Regions from separate parts of the Sus scrofa genome. Here region 2 is linked to region 1. The links are chromatin contacts, called in public promoter capture Hi-C maps. All regions are on one chromosome and are shown on one strand. Each heading gives the region's core, a stretch centred on a gene start, on an enhancer-like site or on the middle of the called end of the contact. The rest is flanking DNA. Distances are from core to core; before and after follow the strand shown. Region 1 holds the start of PREPL (prolyl endopeptidase-like). Region 2 holds the start of LRPPRC (leucine-rich PPR motif-containing protein, mitochondrial).

Region 1 (7,398 bases), core at 2,177-4,676:
CTCTGGAAAGGCAGGAGTGGGAAGTTCTTGCTTAATGGATGGGTGTTTTTTTTTTTTTTTTTGGTCAGGTGATGACAGGGAAAATAGTGGTGACAGCTGTACAATACTGTGAATGTAATTAATGCCACTGAATTACACATTTAAAAATGGTTAAAAATCAGCAGAAATTGGCACAGTGTAAATCAACCATACATTCATAAAAAACTAATCTTCGAAAAAGTTAAAATGTCAAATTTTGTTATATATATTATTATTATACGATAATAAAAATAAAGTCAAAATGAAGTAAAAATATTGTGTGGAACAATTAAAACCACAAATTAAAATATTATAATAAAAACATATGCTAAAATATTGCAAGACTATCACTCCCACATCCAATTTAAGGAATGTAAGAAACATAGCAAATATAAGGGTAGAGGAGGTGCATCAAAGAGGCAGCATCATAAACAATTTAATCCCAAATAATTAGGATGAGCATGTAATTTACCATCCTAATCAAGACACTTCTGAGAGGAAATAGGACACTATTAATAATTACACATTACACAGGGACAACAGGTGTGAACTGAGACTGTCTGAGGCAACCTAGAATACATGGTCATTCTACATATAAGGGCACTAGGTCCTCAAGGTTGAGGTCATGCTCACAGCCTGGGATATGGCCAGTGTACAATGGTCTGAAAGCATCTTCCTAAAGGACACAAGTGGTCAAAAATGCAAATCTTTTTTTTTAAAGAGAAGTATCACAATTACATGGTCTTTACTGAAGTTTACTAATTTGGGATTCATAAAACAATCAGCATATTATTAGATTTTACTAAGAGCTATTATGATAGTCTAGGAATTTTAGAATGGTGAATTATACTTTGAATTGCACTGCTAGGCACAATAAAGAATTCCTAGAGTTCCCATCATGGCTCAGCCGTGACAAAATCAGACTAGCATCCAGGAGGGCTGGGGTTTGATCCCTGGCCTCACTCAGTGGGTTAAGGATCCAGCATTGCTGGGGCTGTGGTGTAGGCCGGCAGCTACAGGTCCAATTCAACCCCTAGCCTGGAAACTTCCATGTGCCAAGGGAGTGGCCCTAAAAAGAAGGAAAAATAAAAGAATTCCTAAGGTGAATCATTTTCGATAAATCTATTTATATTTGTTACCTTAGAGCTCTATAAACACGTATTACATATATTCTTTTATACTTACATATGATTACAGGCAATTGAGCCTAACACTTAAAAAATCAAACAAGAACTACTGAGAAAATTAGTAACTGATATCCGATTCATTATTTTTAAACTAAAATTAATCTTAATGGCTGACAAATAGGATAACTTAAACAGTCCATACCTTACATGAGAAGCTCCGACTTGGGATGTTTCTTGCTAACTCTGATATCCTGGGTTTATTCTGCAGACACTTGGTTAGGTGATATTTTTTCAATTTTATTTTATTGTAATAATGATCAGCGAAGTTACAGTGATTCAAGTGCTGTTTCTGCATGCATTTCCCAAGGTGAGGAATACTATATTTCAAAGCTTGGAAAAATAATTTGCTCTTCTGCCGCATGATATCAAAGTCCTTGGTTTATGCTCCCTTTGGGACTGCCAGCACATGAATGATTTCCTAGGAATGCTTACCCAGTAGTGGGTTCTCAGAGTATCTAAGATCTGTAGTTCTTTTCCTCTGCCACTGGGGTCATGAACCCCTCAGGTTAGGAATAACTACAGACAGCTGATAACTCTGGTTAAAAATATCTGAAAACTCATGTAAGTTAAAGTTTCATTCCAATCATACTTCTTGGCAGATGTGACTTAGAGGTCTTATTTGTAAAGTCGATCCTATCAGGCTCAAACTATGCAGCACTGATTCTGGTACACACATGGACAAACTAAAAAAAAAAAAAAAAAAAAAAAAAAAAAAAGGCAGAAAACAAAACAAAAAAAACAAAATAAAAACTTGCAAACAAGTACACAGACTTAATAGAGGCATCTCAGTAATTCTGAGGGTTTTAAAAGGCAAATTAGCTTTGATTTTACATAACTCAGAACTTATCTTTGGTATGTATATGGAGAATAAACCAGAAAAGCATAATTACTTAAAAAGGTAGAGGAGAAGGTGTTAGTATTTACTGAGTATTTGCTACGTGCCAGATGTGTTTATATACTTTGTCCAATTTAAACGTCATAGAACCCTAACAGAATAGCTATAACAGTGTTGATTTTACAGGTGAGCAAACTGTGGCTCAAGGAGGTTTAAGTAACTGCTTCAAGTTACCTGGGCTGTAAGTAGTAAGTCTATCTGGTCATAACAATTTTAATATTAAAAAGGTGTTTAATTCTTTAATTAAACAACAACAACAACAACTTCAGGATTCACAAATGAAATTTGCCACCATCTCTGTTTTCTTCTAGGAAGCTGGTTCTTATTAACCTAACAAAGTAAGGCTAGTGAGTACTTAAGTCAGAGAAACCTGGGTTCAGGGCTTCACTTCTACACTTACCACCTGTGCCTAGTTTCTTCATCTGCAAATCAGATAATGACCCATTTACTCTACGGAGTACTTGTTCTAAGGATAAAATGAGACAATTTAAAGTTAAGATCTTAATACAATACCTGGCACGTAGCTACCACTCGATAAACTATTTTTATTTTATTTTTGGCTACTATTTTTAGGATTGGAAAAAAAAAAAACCTATGTACGTTGCACACTGTTGAATGTCATCATGGAATTCTTCCACAAAATGACCCTCGGTATCAGAGGTACAATACTGCGTCAGTTTTAGCACAGCTCGGATCCTTTAAGACGCCCCTGGTCCTCTTAATCTTTTTCTATGTCGCAGCAAATTAAGAGACTCAGAAGGGAGAGTTACAATAGGGGAACAGGAACAACACTAACAAAAATAAGCAAATAAAATAAAATAGGCCCTAAATCACTACATCCGTGCCGCAGCATCAATCCACCCATCTTTCACCTGCAGGGTTAGGGATGGGGGTGGGGTAGATGAATGGGTGTTCCTGGGAGAACCTATTTGTTTTCCCTATGCAACTCTCCACCCCAGAAATGAAATGAGGTGAGAGATGAGGGGTTCTGAGTGCGAAAGGGAGTGGTACCACATGCCACGCAGTGAAGGGACATCAATCAAAAAGCTAGGACCAAGAGCCTTGGAAAGGCTGGTGGGGGGCAGAAGGGATGAAGGGAAAAGACCCTCAGCCTACACCTCCCTCCCAATACGTACGCAAATTTAAAGTCGGTCTTGCTCTAGACACAGAAACGAGTGAAAGCCAGGTCGGAGAACCCGAAGCTCTCAGAAAAGCAGCACAGCTCCAAGCACCGTCGTGTCCAGCCGAAATCTGCGTTCTGCAGCTAGCGGAACAACCTACCCAGAGGCGCCGGGAGCTGGTTTGCAGCACGCCGTCTACGTAAGTCCCATCTAGCACGAGCGCTGAGCAGGTTCCGCCATCTTTACTGTGGTCAATGATGAATTTTTCTCCTCCTGGGTTCTTAAGCCCTCAAAGATATAAGCCTTTTGGTTCTTTGATAGTCCTCAGACCTCTAGATGAAACAGGGGAGAGGATAACAAAGAGGGGTAGTGTCCTATCAAGTCTGTCACAGGTCCCTCACGCTCCAGTCTGCCCTCACTAAAGATGGCTACCAGCAAAATGGTGCAGTGACGCGAGCCGCGCTGCCCTGGTTGCTAAGGAGACGTGACTGCCGGAAATGCAGGATTTGGGGAGGGCGCTCTTGCTTGGGCAGTGGGAGGGAGGCCTAGCGTCACAGGTCCTGATAGAGAAAAAGTAGCGAGGTCCTGGCAGGGGAGAGCTGTGGCTGCGGCTTCTCGGATAAAGGCGGCTCCAGCGGGATGGAGCCTCGAGTCACAGACGCCGAGGCCGGCCAGGTTGAGAGCGCCAAGAACGAGAATCCGGCAAGGGGTAGCGCCGCTCGGGGACCCGTAGTCGCGGCACCTTTGGCTGCAGCCCGGTGGAAGCTCCTGCGGCAGGTAAGAGACAGCCCTCAAGATTCACCTTTGCCTCTGGCCACTCCCCTCGCAGATACCCTGCAAGCGACCCGCAGCTACTCTCTACTTAGCAGCTCCGGGAGTTCCCTAACAATTTTTCCTGGAACCACCTGAAAAGCGTCCCTTTGGTTCACCTAGGCGTCCCTTCCAAAGGGAGGCATCAGGTGGCTTTGGGCGGGGAGGGTCCAGTCAGGACTGAGTCCTGGAAAACTCATATCGAAGTAGAAGATCCATTTCTAGATCTTAGTCTGCATCCGAGGGATGTTTCTCCTTGTTCGCCAGTAGGATTGATAGGACCGCAGTTCTCGATCCCACACTGCTCTCCTTTCCTGCTTCTGTTTTAACTTTCTTCTCCAGGTTTCTTCTCCTTGCTTCTTAACTCCCAGCCTGATTCTAGCCCAGAATCGCCCCTCTTGGTGATCAGCGTGGCTGACTGTGTTGGGACTGTGATATTGCACGTGTTGCTTCGGTTCCTTCCGTGGAGCGGAGAGTGAAGGGAGTTGGAAGAACTGCCCGCCCCCCTCCTTTTTTTTTTTTTTTTTTTTTTTTTTCCTCCATCAAGTTACGCGTAGTTTGAAATGATCAGCGAGATTCTCGCTAAGGTGGAGTAGTTCGAGTGTGTTGATTTGTTTGATGACGGTTATCATCTAGCACTTCAGAGTTGCCTCTGTTACCGGTAACTTCAGCCGTGTACAGGTTTGAAAATTTTCTAATATGACGTCACTGACGCCCTGTTCAAACTGCTTGAAGTGAAATCTGTTTATCCCAGTGTTATGCTTCTGCCTGGGTCTCCTGCTAAAAACTTTATTTAATAGAACACTTTCTGGAGTTCCCGTCGTGGCGCAGTGGTTAACGAATCCGACTAGGAACCATGAGGTTGTGGGTTCGATCCCTGCCTTGCTCAGTGGGTTAAGGATCCAGCATTGCTGTGAGCTGTGGTGTAGGTTGCAGACGCGACTCGGATTCCGCGTTGCTGTGGCTCTGGCGTAGGCCAGTGGCTATGGCTCTGATTTCGACCCCCAGCCTGGGAACCTCCATATGTGGCTGTAGGGGCCCTAGAAAAGGCAAAAAGACAAAAAACAAAAACAAAACCACTTTCTATTTCTGACTTGTGTTTCCATAAGTTTCCCAGCTATTGCCACTTTACTTGAGACCCTGCATTTAGTATTTTGGGAGTTACTTTATTTGCAGTTGTCTCCAGTCACCTTTTCATACAGTGGCCTTCCAGTGTTGTCATGACACAATGCAAAGATCATTTCCTTGCTGATGCTTTGAAAGTCTCTGCAGAGTCTTAATGATCTGGCTTTGCTATTAATGTTACAGATAGTATCATAGGATAATAAAATGTGTGTCCTCATAGATCATTACATAGGAACTGTCTATAGTGAAGTAAACACCAGTCAAAGTTAAATTATAAAAATAGTGAATGAGCACTTTAAAATGATCAATCGGAACTTATTGGGATGACTTCATTGATTCTTGGGGATCTGTAGCTCACTCTGTGGGTGAACCCCATATAGTGTGTGTGTATATATATATGTATATATATATATTTGGTCTTTTTAGGGCGGCACCCATGGTATATGGAAGTTCCCAGGCTAGAGCTACAGCTGCTGGCCTATGGCACAGCCACAGCAATGCAGGATCTGAGCTGCAGCTACAGCTGCTGGCCTATGTCATAGCTACAGCAATGCAGGATCTGAGCTGCATCTGCAACCTATACCACAGCTTATGGCAACGCCAGACCCTTAACCCATTGAGCGAGGCCAGGGATTAAACCCGAATCCTCATGGATACTAGTCAGGTTTGTTACTGCTGAGCTACAGCAGGAACTCCCATATCACATTATTTTAAGATCATTTGATCAGAGCCCATCTTTCTCATGACAATAGAAGTTATTCCTGGGAAAAAATTATATTTTATTAATCTCCATCTTCTGCACAATGTATAGCTAGTTGATTTTTAGTAGATGCTGTTGTGGAAAGCCTGAGAGTAAAGACAGTCTTTATGTGGCCTATAGCACCTTGTTCTCACTGTATTTTATCAGTTAGCTATTGCTTAGTAACAAACAACTATACCATCAAAATGTCATGCATACAATAGTGAGCATTTATTCTATTGGTGAGCAGCCTGGGAGTTGACTGACATAGGCTTTGATCAGCTGAGTGGCTCTACACTGCACATGCCTCTAATCCTGGGATTGATATGTTCTGATGATATGTTCAGAACTTGGCTGATATGTTCTTATGATGATGACGGAAGTATAAGAGAGTAAACCCAACCACTGAAACACATTTTAAGCCCCTACTAATGTCCTGTTGGCCGAAGTAAGATACTTGGCCAAGCCTAAAGTTAGGGGAGAGAGAAGTAGACTTTTTCCTGGGGGGGAGGAGGGGCAGAGTGAATATTTTCCTTTAATAATTGAATCTGCCATACACACATACACACACACATGCTGTGCTCATGGTTGCTGCAGTGACAATGCTGGATCCTTAACTTGTTGACCCACAGAGGAACTCCCATCTATTTTAAACATTTCAGGCTCTTAGTAGTTTCAAATGAACAGTCCACTTGCATCTTGTAAGAATCCAGAACTGGAAGACTGTGAGGAATCTAAATTGAGTTAGAGATATGCAACACTCTTTCTCTCTCTTTTGGGCATCTTCGTGACATTTGCTTATGTCTCCTTGTTTTCTCCCTCACAATTCTGTCTTTCCATTAGGGCGCCAATGCTATCTCAAGACCCTTCACCACAAATGTTCCGTATTTTCTATGTTTAACAATTAACATTTTTGAGAGAAAACCTAGTTGAGTTATCACATGATAAATTGCTGACTTTTGAGTCTAGTGCTCACTTAAATCAGATGAGGTCTGGAAGTCCATGGATCAGTATCAGTAGGAGCTGTGGATATTGTTCTGTTTTCCCCTTTGTTAGGTCTCATTATTTGCTGGCAAAGATAGCTATTGTCAGCTTCATCATCCAGCCAGCTAGTGATCTGGAAGAAATAATCCTTTTCCAACCACCACCCGAATCATTTCCTCCAAACAACTCTCATAGTCCAAGTTTGAACCAAGTGCTGTGTCTAGGAGAATGGTGCATCCCGTGGCAGGGAAAGCAACAAGTTATTCCTGAAGAGGAAGGAATGTAGAACAGATGAAAAGGTAGCAATGACCATTACACACTTACACACATCTCACAACCACCTTCAGAATGTATAATGGTGCTTAGAGGTCTGAATACTTGCCTGAAGAACCTGATTAATGGAATAGTTTACAGCACAATTTAAATTATGGTAGGATGCTATTGTTTTAAAGTGAAATTATTTTTCAGGGTTAGAAATCAACTCATTTTCTATTTTATAATCCTATTATGTTTTCCTAA
Region 2 (7,398 bases), core at 1,632-4,131, 380 kb before region 1:
CAAAGTGATGAATCCAGTTTGAGAGGTGATGGGTTTAGAGTTCAACCAGTGGAAGTGTCCAGTAGACAGTCTATAACTAGGAGGAGAAATATTGCCATCATCAAATAGATAGGCATGGGCGGATACTCTGAAAATGGAAGAGGTCACCCAAAGGGAAGGTCACAACTGCAGCTCTGATCTGACCTGGCCTGGGAACTCCTTATGCCACAGGGTGGCCAAGAAAGAAACAATAACAACAAAAAGTAATAAATAAGACAATGATAGCTTTTCCCAGTGGCGTGACTGCAATGGGTTGGAAGAGTGAATGTTAAGTGAGGAAATGAAGAAGACAGGAGTACAGACAGGGAGGAGAGACTAGGAAGCATCTTGAGCCCAGTTTGGGGAAACGTTTTGTTTTTCAGGTGGGAAAGATGTGGGCATGCTTACAGGCTGTGGATAGGAAACTGTTTAGAAAGGGTTCAGAATCCAGGAGAAAAAAGGAAATACTTTATTATTGCTTACTATGAGCTGAGCATACAGTGGTGAACAAGACAAAGTTTTGCCCACATGCAACTCACTTTCTACTAAGGAAACAAAGAGCAAGCAGATAAATAATATCAGATAGGAGTTTCTCCTGTGGCTCAGCATGTTAAGGATCCAGTGTTGCTAGAGCTGTGGCTCAGATTTGATCCTTAGCTCAGGAACTTCCATATGCCACATGTGCAGCCAAAATCAAATCAAATCAATCAATCAATCAATCAATCAGACAAGTGAGACATGCCATGATAAAACTGAAATAGGGTTGTTTTTTAGATTGTTAAGGTTAAGACCTTTCTGAAGAGACAGCTTTTAAGATGAGTCCTGAGTGACAACAGATGAGCTTTATAAAGAGGGGAAAGGCTTGTGACCTCTATTTTACAGCAACAAACTGAGGATCAAAAAGCTTAGGTGGAGTTCCTGTGGTGGCGCAGTGGAAACAAATATGACTAGGAACCATGAGGTTTCGGGTTTGATCCCTGGCCTTGCTCAGTGGGTTAAGGATCCAGCATTGCTATGAGCTGTGGTGTAGGTCGAAGATGCTGCTCAGATCTGGCATTGCTGTGGCTGTGGTGTAGGCCGGCAGCTACAGCTCCAATTAGACCCCTAGTCTGGGAACCTCCATATGCTGCAGGTTCGGCCCTAAAAAGACAAAAAACAAAAACAAAAAAGCTTAGGTAACATTATGCAGCGAGTAAATGGAGCCCAGGTCTGATGAGGACCCAGACCACTACCCTTTCTACTAGACTGGGCTACCTTTACTGTTTTCCTCAAATGCAACTGTAGAGATGAACTGTAACATCGACCCTCCTTGGCCTAACAAACACATGAAGGACTGAAAAATATGGCATAACTTTCTCAAAAGAAACTCTTTGAAAGCAGAGGCATGACTTCTAAGGATTAGCTGTTCAGGCCTAATGAGCAAGTAAATCTAGGTAGGCTCCAAGTTATAAGTAGGCTATATTCCAAAAATGTATAACTAAGTTGTTAAGAAGTCATAAAACATTTCCTCATATAACTTTATACATATAGTTGGCTTCCAGCCTGGTTCACAAAAATCCACGCAATCACAGCTATTACTGTTACTATGATAGTAATTAAGAAAGCATTAACTAGGTATCAGGTCCTATATTTTTTATAGATAATCTCATGCAATACCACCAGCACTATTACTACTCCCTTCTTAGAACCGAGGAAAGTGACGCCTGGAGATGTTAAGTAACTTATCTGATGGCATAATGCAAATGAACAGAGACGCCTAAAGTCCTCCCCGTGGCCAATTCCAGATCCTTAACTCTTAATCTTTGTGCTGTCTCTCAAAGTATCTTTACATATAAACACGAGTCTTTCCAAAATCAGTTTTTCTCCACTTCTAAAACCTTGGTGCCCATCTACTCTTCTCAAGTAATCAGAATCCTACTCAACACTTTCATCAAACCCCCTTATCCTCTCCCTTGCAAAGTCTACACCAAACACATCTCCTGATAACCCACAACCCAAACAGGCATTTAGCCACATATTTGACCCCCACGGAGAATGTAACTTGCCTTTGCACCGCCGGTTCCCACAGAGTGCCTGAAATGTGTTCACTTATCCATTCTTTAACACTTTCAAAGCCTACTGTGTCAATTCTTAGCCCACAGCACATCGTCGTAAATACTGAGGTAAACTCCACCAAAAAAACGCAGTCAAGAGCCCAAACTGACCATAATTAAACGTTCACCGCTACGTTATCCCGAGCTTTTGAAATCTAAGTCCTAGCTGGTTAGAAAACACCAATAAGACTTGCACGTGGGACAACACCCCAGCGGGTCAATCACAAGGGAAGAAGTAAACCTAACCCCTGACAGCAGCCTTCAAAGCCCGCGTTTCCTAGGCCGTTGGTAACCCTAGGACAGGAAGACCGAGTCCGAGGCGGCGAGGGCAGGATCCATGCCGGAAGCAAGCCATGCCTCTAGCTGTGACCTTCTGAAGGCGACCGTCCCTGTCACCCGAAACTCCCCGGGTGGGGAGCGTGGTCCGAGGCCCGGGGACGCCTGGCCCTGAAGCGCCAAGGAGAGCCTGGAGAAAGCACAGGTGAGACCCGGCCCCCGCCCGCATCCACGACCCCGGAGGATGGCCGCACTGCCAGGAGGCCGGGGTAAGCAGCCGAACACTCACCCGGCGACAGGCCGGGCGCGACCGGTGGGCAGACAGAAGGCGGCGTGCGGCCGGCCCGGGCCACCCGCGAGGAGTCGCAGGGATAGCGGAAGGCTCTTGGCCGCCCTGGCACGGAGGAGCCAGCGAGCGGGTCTCAGCAGGGCTGCCATGGCTCGGCTGTCCCTACAGCAGGAAGCACGCTCGGCGAGAAGGACAGGAGGAGCACGTGACCGCGGGGTCGCCCGGCGTGGGAGAAACCAAAAGGCGGAAGTTCCAGATAAGGGGGGAGGCACGTGTTGTTATAACTTGAAAAATGAAGATACACGTTTCTCCGAGGATTTTTAAGCCCTGTAAGATGTTGATAGAATGAAATATCTTGGTTTATCATTTTAGAGAGCGTCTTTTTACGTTCTCTTTCTTCATGACAGCGTGTTCAGTCCTTCCACCCCTTCACTTTTCAGTTGGTAGAGTCGGATGAGGTCGACTCCTCCCAGATTGGCGCAAAGGCTTGCGGGGGCCCAACTAGCGAGAATAGCCGGGAACGCTGGAGAAGCGCGGACTGTGAAGGTCCCGGAGTGTGCGACAGTTCTCTGCGGCATGTGGGTGTTCCCGCTGAAGTTCTGCAGTTGCGGCTTGGTGCCCAAGTTGTCGCGCCTCCAGAAAGGAACGTTTTATACTCTCAAAAGTGTGGGACAGGAAAAAAGTTAACGACCCTTGCACTGTGCTAGGGGCCTCCAGGGTTAAAATGTGCTGTGATTTGTATGCTTGGGGCCTGGGGACAGTGTAAAGGAGTACAGTTATCCAACCCTAAGTCAATAAGCAGTGCCTCGCTTTATGAAATGGATAGATTCGAAGGCAGGGCGTTAGTTTTAAAGCTGGAAGTGAATGCATGATATGCCCCAACTCCCGCCCCGCCCCTTCCTTCAGTAAATGCACCGGCATGGGACATAAGATAAAGGCATGTTTAAGAGTCCGGAGCCAAATCTGGGAATAAGACAGGTGGCCCCCTGCCTTATGGTGAGGGAAGTGTATCCTGTGCACACGTGGAAAGCCGAGAACAGCTTCAAGTGTAGCCAGCTCGCCGACGCCCTCTTCACTCAGCTGTAATCTTAAGAGTTTCCAGGTGGAAGTTTTTTTTCCAGAAGCCCTCTAGTGTTGTTTCCTATTTGGCTATTTATCCCACTGGACACAGAGCTCCTTGAAAACAAACTTGTAGCCAAAGCCCCTGCCCAGTCTCAAGCATCCCAAGCGCACAGTAGGCTGTATTAAATAATTTCTGAATACATGTGTTTGGGAATTATCTAGCTCATTTCTCCTTTGAGGGAGGAGAAAGATGAGTTCCAAAAAAGGTTAAATGATTTACTCTGGGTTATATATACGACGAGGCGTTAGGATATAGTTTATTCAGCCATTCAGCAGAAACTTAGCGAACACATAATTAGTGCCAGGCATTATTTGAGATGTGGATACGGCGGACAACAAAACAAAGTCTGGACTTTGATTAATGCTCGAAAGTCTAATTTGCAAAGACATAAGAACTGTGATGTAAAATAAATAAGGGTGGGATTGAGGGTAGCATGTCTAGTCTCTTCAAAAGACAATGAGGACTGTATGAGAGGAAAGAAGAGAGGGAAGATGGGCTTGGAGATCTGAAAGGCAGTTGGAGATCCGAAAGGCAGGGTGTTAGAGGTGGCTGTGAGGACTTTGATTTTTACTCAGAATGAGATGGGAAACCATTGTAAGTTTAGTGTGTTGCTGTGACATGAATCCATTTGCATTTTTAAAGGATCACTCTGGGAGTTCCTGTTGTGGCTCAGCAGAACCGAACCCGACTGGGATCCATGAGAAGGCAGGTTCGATCCCCTACCTGGCTCAGTGGGTTAAGGATCCAGCATTGCCATGAGCTGTGGTGTAGGTCGCAGACTCAGCTCGGATCTGGCATTGTGTAGCCTGGCAGCTACAGCTATGATTTGACCCCTAGCCTGGGAACTTCTATATGCCTCAGGTGTGGCCCTAAAAAAGACAATAATAATAATAATAATAATAATAAAGGATCACTCTGGCTACTGGTTTAAAAGGTAATTTTAAGGGAATAAGGGTAAGTAAAAGTAGGAAGACTAGTAAGGAGGCTCTTGCAATAAGCAGAGTAGAGATGGTAGTGGCTTGGATGAGGGAGGTAGCAGGTAAGATAAGGAGAAAGGGTCAGATTCTCACTTTATTTAAACAGTAGAACCAAGAGGATTTACTGATGGATTGTCTCTGGGGTGTAAGTAAAAAAATGACTCCAAAATGTTTGGCCTGAGCAATTAGAAAGATGGAAATAGCACTGATTAAGAAGGGAAGGGGAGAAGCAGGTTTAAAAGGAAACCCAAAGTGACCTTCTGGAATATTAAGCTTGGGGTGCCTGTTAGACATCCAAATGTCAAGTTTGAGTAGGAGACTGGCTGTATGACATACAAATCTGGAGTTCAGAGCTTGAGATACACTTTGGAGTCTTCTGTCTATATCTAATATTTGATGCCTGAGAAATGGATGAAAGCACCCAGGAAGAAAATATGGATAGATAGAAGATGAGGTCAAAGGACTGACCTTACAACAGTTCGGTATTTAGAGGATGCAAAGATGAAAATTTGGCACAGGAAACTGAGAAAGAATAGCCAAAGAGGCAGGAGGAGAACCAAGAGAGAGTGGTGAGTTCACAAGTTTTAAGGAGGGAATTCCCAAGCGTATAAAATACTTCTGTTTGTTCTGATAAAATGAGCACTCAACATCAATGATAGGATCTCTCAACTCAGAGGTCCCTGGTGATGCTCAGAAGAGCCATTTTGGTGACATGTTTATTCAGTCAAAAGATTCATTGAAGTGAGTTTAAAGGTACATGAAGGAAGGGGAGGTGGAGACAGAGTATAAACAAACCTTTGTAGAAAATACTGTGAAGGAAGGAGCAGAGAAAGAGGGTAGGATCTAGATGAGGATGGGACGTCAAGGGAGGTTTTTTTTAAGATGGATTAACAGCATATTTGACACTGATGGGAATTATCCATATTTAACTATTTAAGTTAGTTTAAACTAAATAAACAGATGTTAAATTCAGTTCCTAGTAATTAACCACATTCAGGTACTCAATATCTACCTATAATTAATAGCTACCTTTTTTTTTTTTTTCCCTTTTTAGGGCCTCACCCATGGCATATGGACATTCCCAGATTAGGGGTCCAGTCGGTGGAGCTGCAGTAGCTGGCCCTCGCCACAGCCACAGTAACTTGGGATCTAAGCCACATCTGCAAACTACACCATAGCTCATGGCAATGCCAGATCCTTTAACCCACTGAGTGAGACTAAGGATGGAACCCAGGTCCTCATGGATACTGTTTGGGTTTGTTACTGCTGAGCCATGACAGGAACTCCTGTAGCTACCATATTTGACATCACAGACAGAGAACAATTTCATCATCATAGAAAACTCTACTAGACAACACTATAGTAGAAGGTAAAGAATTGATAATGCATGAGCAGAAAGAGTACATTGAGTGTGCAAGATGGGGTAGGATCAAGTACAAAAGTGAGGGGTTGGAGTTCCCATCGTGGCACAGCAGAAACAAATCTAAGAACCATGAGGTTGCCAATTTGATCCTTGGCCTCACTCAGTGGGTTAAGGATCCGGCATTGCCATGAGCTGTGGTGTAGGTTGCAGACGTGGCTTGGATCTGGTGTGGCTGTGGCTGTGGCTGTGGCTGTGGCGTAGGCCGGTGACTACAGCTCCAATATCACCCCAACCTGGGAGCTTCCGTATGCCTCGGGTACAGCCCTAAAAAGACAAAAAAAAGGAGTTCCCATCATGGCGCAGTGGTTAATGAATCCAACTAGGAACCATGAGGTTGCAGGTTGAATCCCTGGCCTTGCTCAGTGAGTTAAGGATCTGGCGTTGCCGTGAGCTGTGGCGTAGGTTGCAGACGCGGCTCAGATCCCCCTTCGCTGTGGCTGTGGGTACGACGGTGGCTACAACTCCGATTCAACCCCTAGCCTGGGAACCTCCATATGCCAAGGGAGCAACCCTCAAAACGCAAAAGGACAAAAAAAAAAAAAAAAAAAAAAAAAAAGGAATAGACGAGGCATGTGGATGCAGAATCAGGCTGGTAGAGATAGTGGTGAGAATGAATGGATATTCTCTTCTACGTGCTTCTAGCTCTGAAACCCTTAATCCCCAACCAACATTCTCTCTGTTCTTGTACCAGACTTCCTCTTGAAGTATAAGGCAATACTGATGAAATTTGTCTGGCATTCATTTATCCTATCACGAAAGCACTCACCGTTTATCAAGCACTTAAAGTTCTACCACACAGCAAGTTAAGTGCTAGAAAAAATATGGGCAAAAGCAGGTGGGGTCCTTATAGTTGTGGAGTTTACATTCTAGGGGGCAAGGCAGATATTAATCAAATAATCACAAAAAATGCATTACACACTGAAACGGAAAGGAAATAGATACGTTTCCTTGAGAGAGCCTCCTCTGGGAGTCAAAAAAGTTTCCAGGGAAAGGATCTTAAGTTGAGGTCTGAAGGATGAATAGTTGTCAATACAGGCAGGTACGTGCACACGTGTGTGTATTTAAGAGAGAAGGCGTGGGGTTTGCTTGTTTTTCACCTTAGACTTCCAAGTTGTTCTCAGATTTCTTTAGTTTACAGAAGCTGTGACATAGAGGAAGAGAAATCCAGGTTGGTCATCCTCCCTTAGTTTATTCTGAAC

Evidence for each region. Promoter capture Hi-C pulls out the DNA fragments that hold promoters and counts their contacts.
Region 2: a promoter capture Hi-C map of fetal liver shows a contact between it and region 1, with 4 times the contacts expected there. The contact joins the promoter of LRPPRC here to the promoter of PREPL in region 1. A contact is called at or near these places in 2 of 5 promoter capture datasets (fetal liver and liver), 1 of 47 Hi-C or Micro-C datasets (liver) and 2 of 2 datasets of contacts at active chromatin or transcription factors (alveolar macrophages and skeletal muscle).

The regions. Positions count from the first base shown.
Region 1 is chr3:96,088,342-96,095,739 of Sscrofa11.1, reverse strand. PREPL (prolyl endopeptidase-like) reads right to left here and starts at 3,426. Exons shown (of 14, transcript XM_005655233.3): 1 at 3,237-3,426. It overlaps CAMKMT (calmodulin-lysine N-methyltransferase), which reads left to right and starts at 3,712. Exons shown (of 10, transcript XM_021088302.1): 1 at 3,712-3,998. The coding sequence starts at 3,861.
Region 2 is chr3:96,469,993-96,477,390 of Sscrofa11.1, reverse strand. LRPPRC (leucine-rich PPR motif-containing protein, mitochondrial) reads right to left here and starts at 2,881. Exons shown (of 38, transcript XM_003125183.6): 1 at 2,677-2,881. The coding sequence starts at 2,825.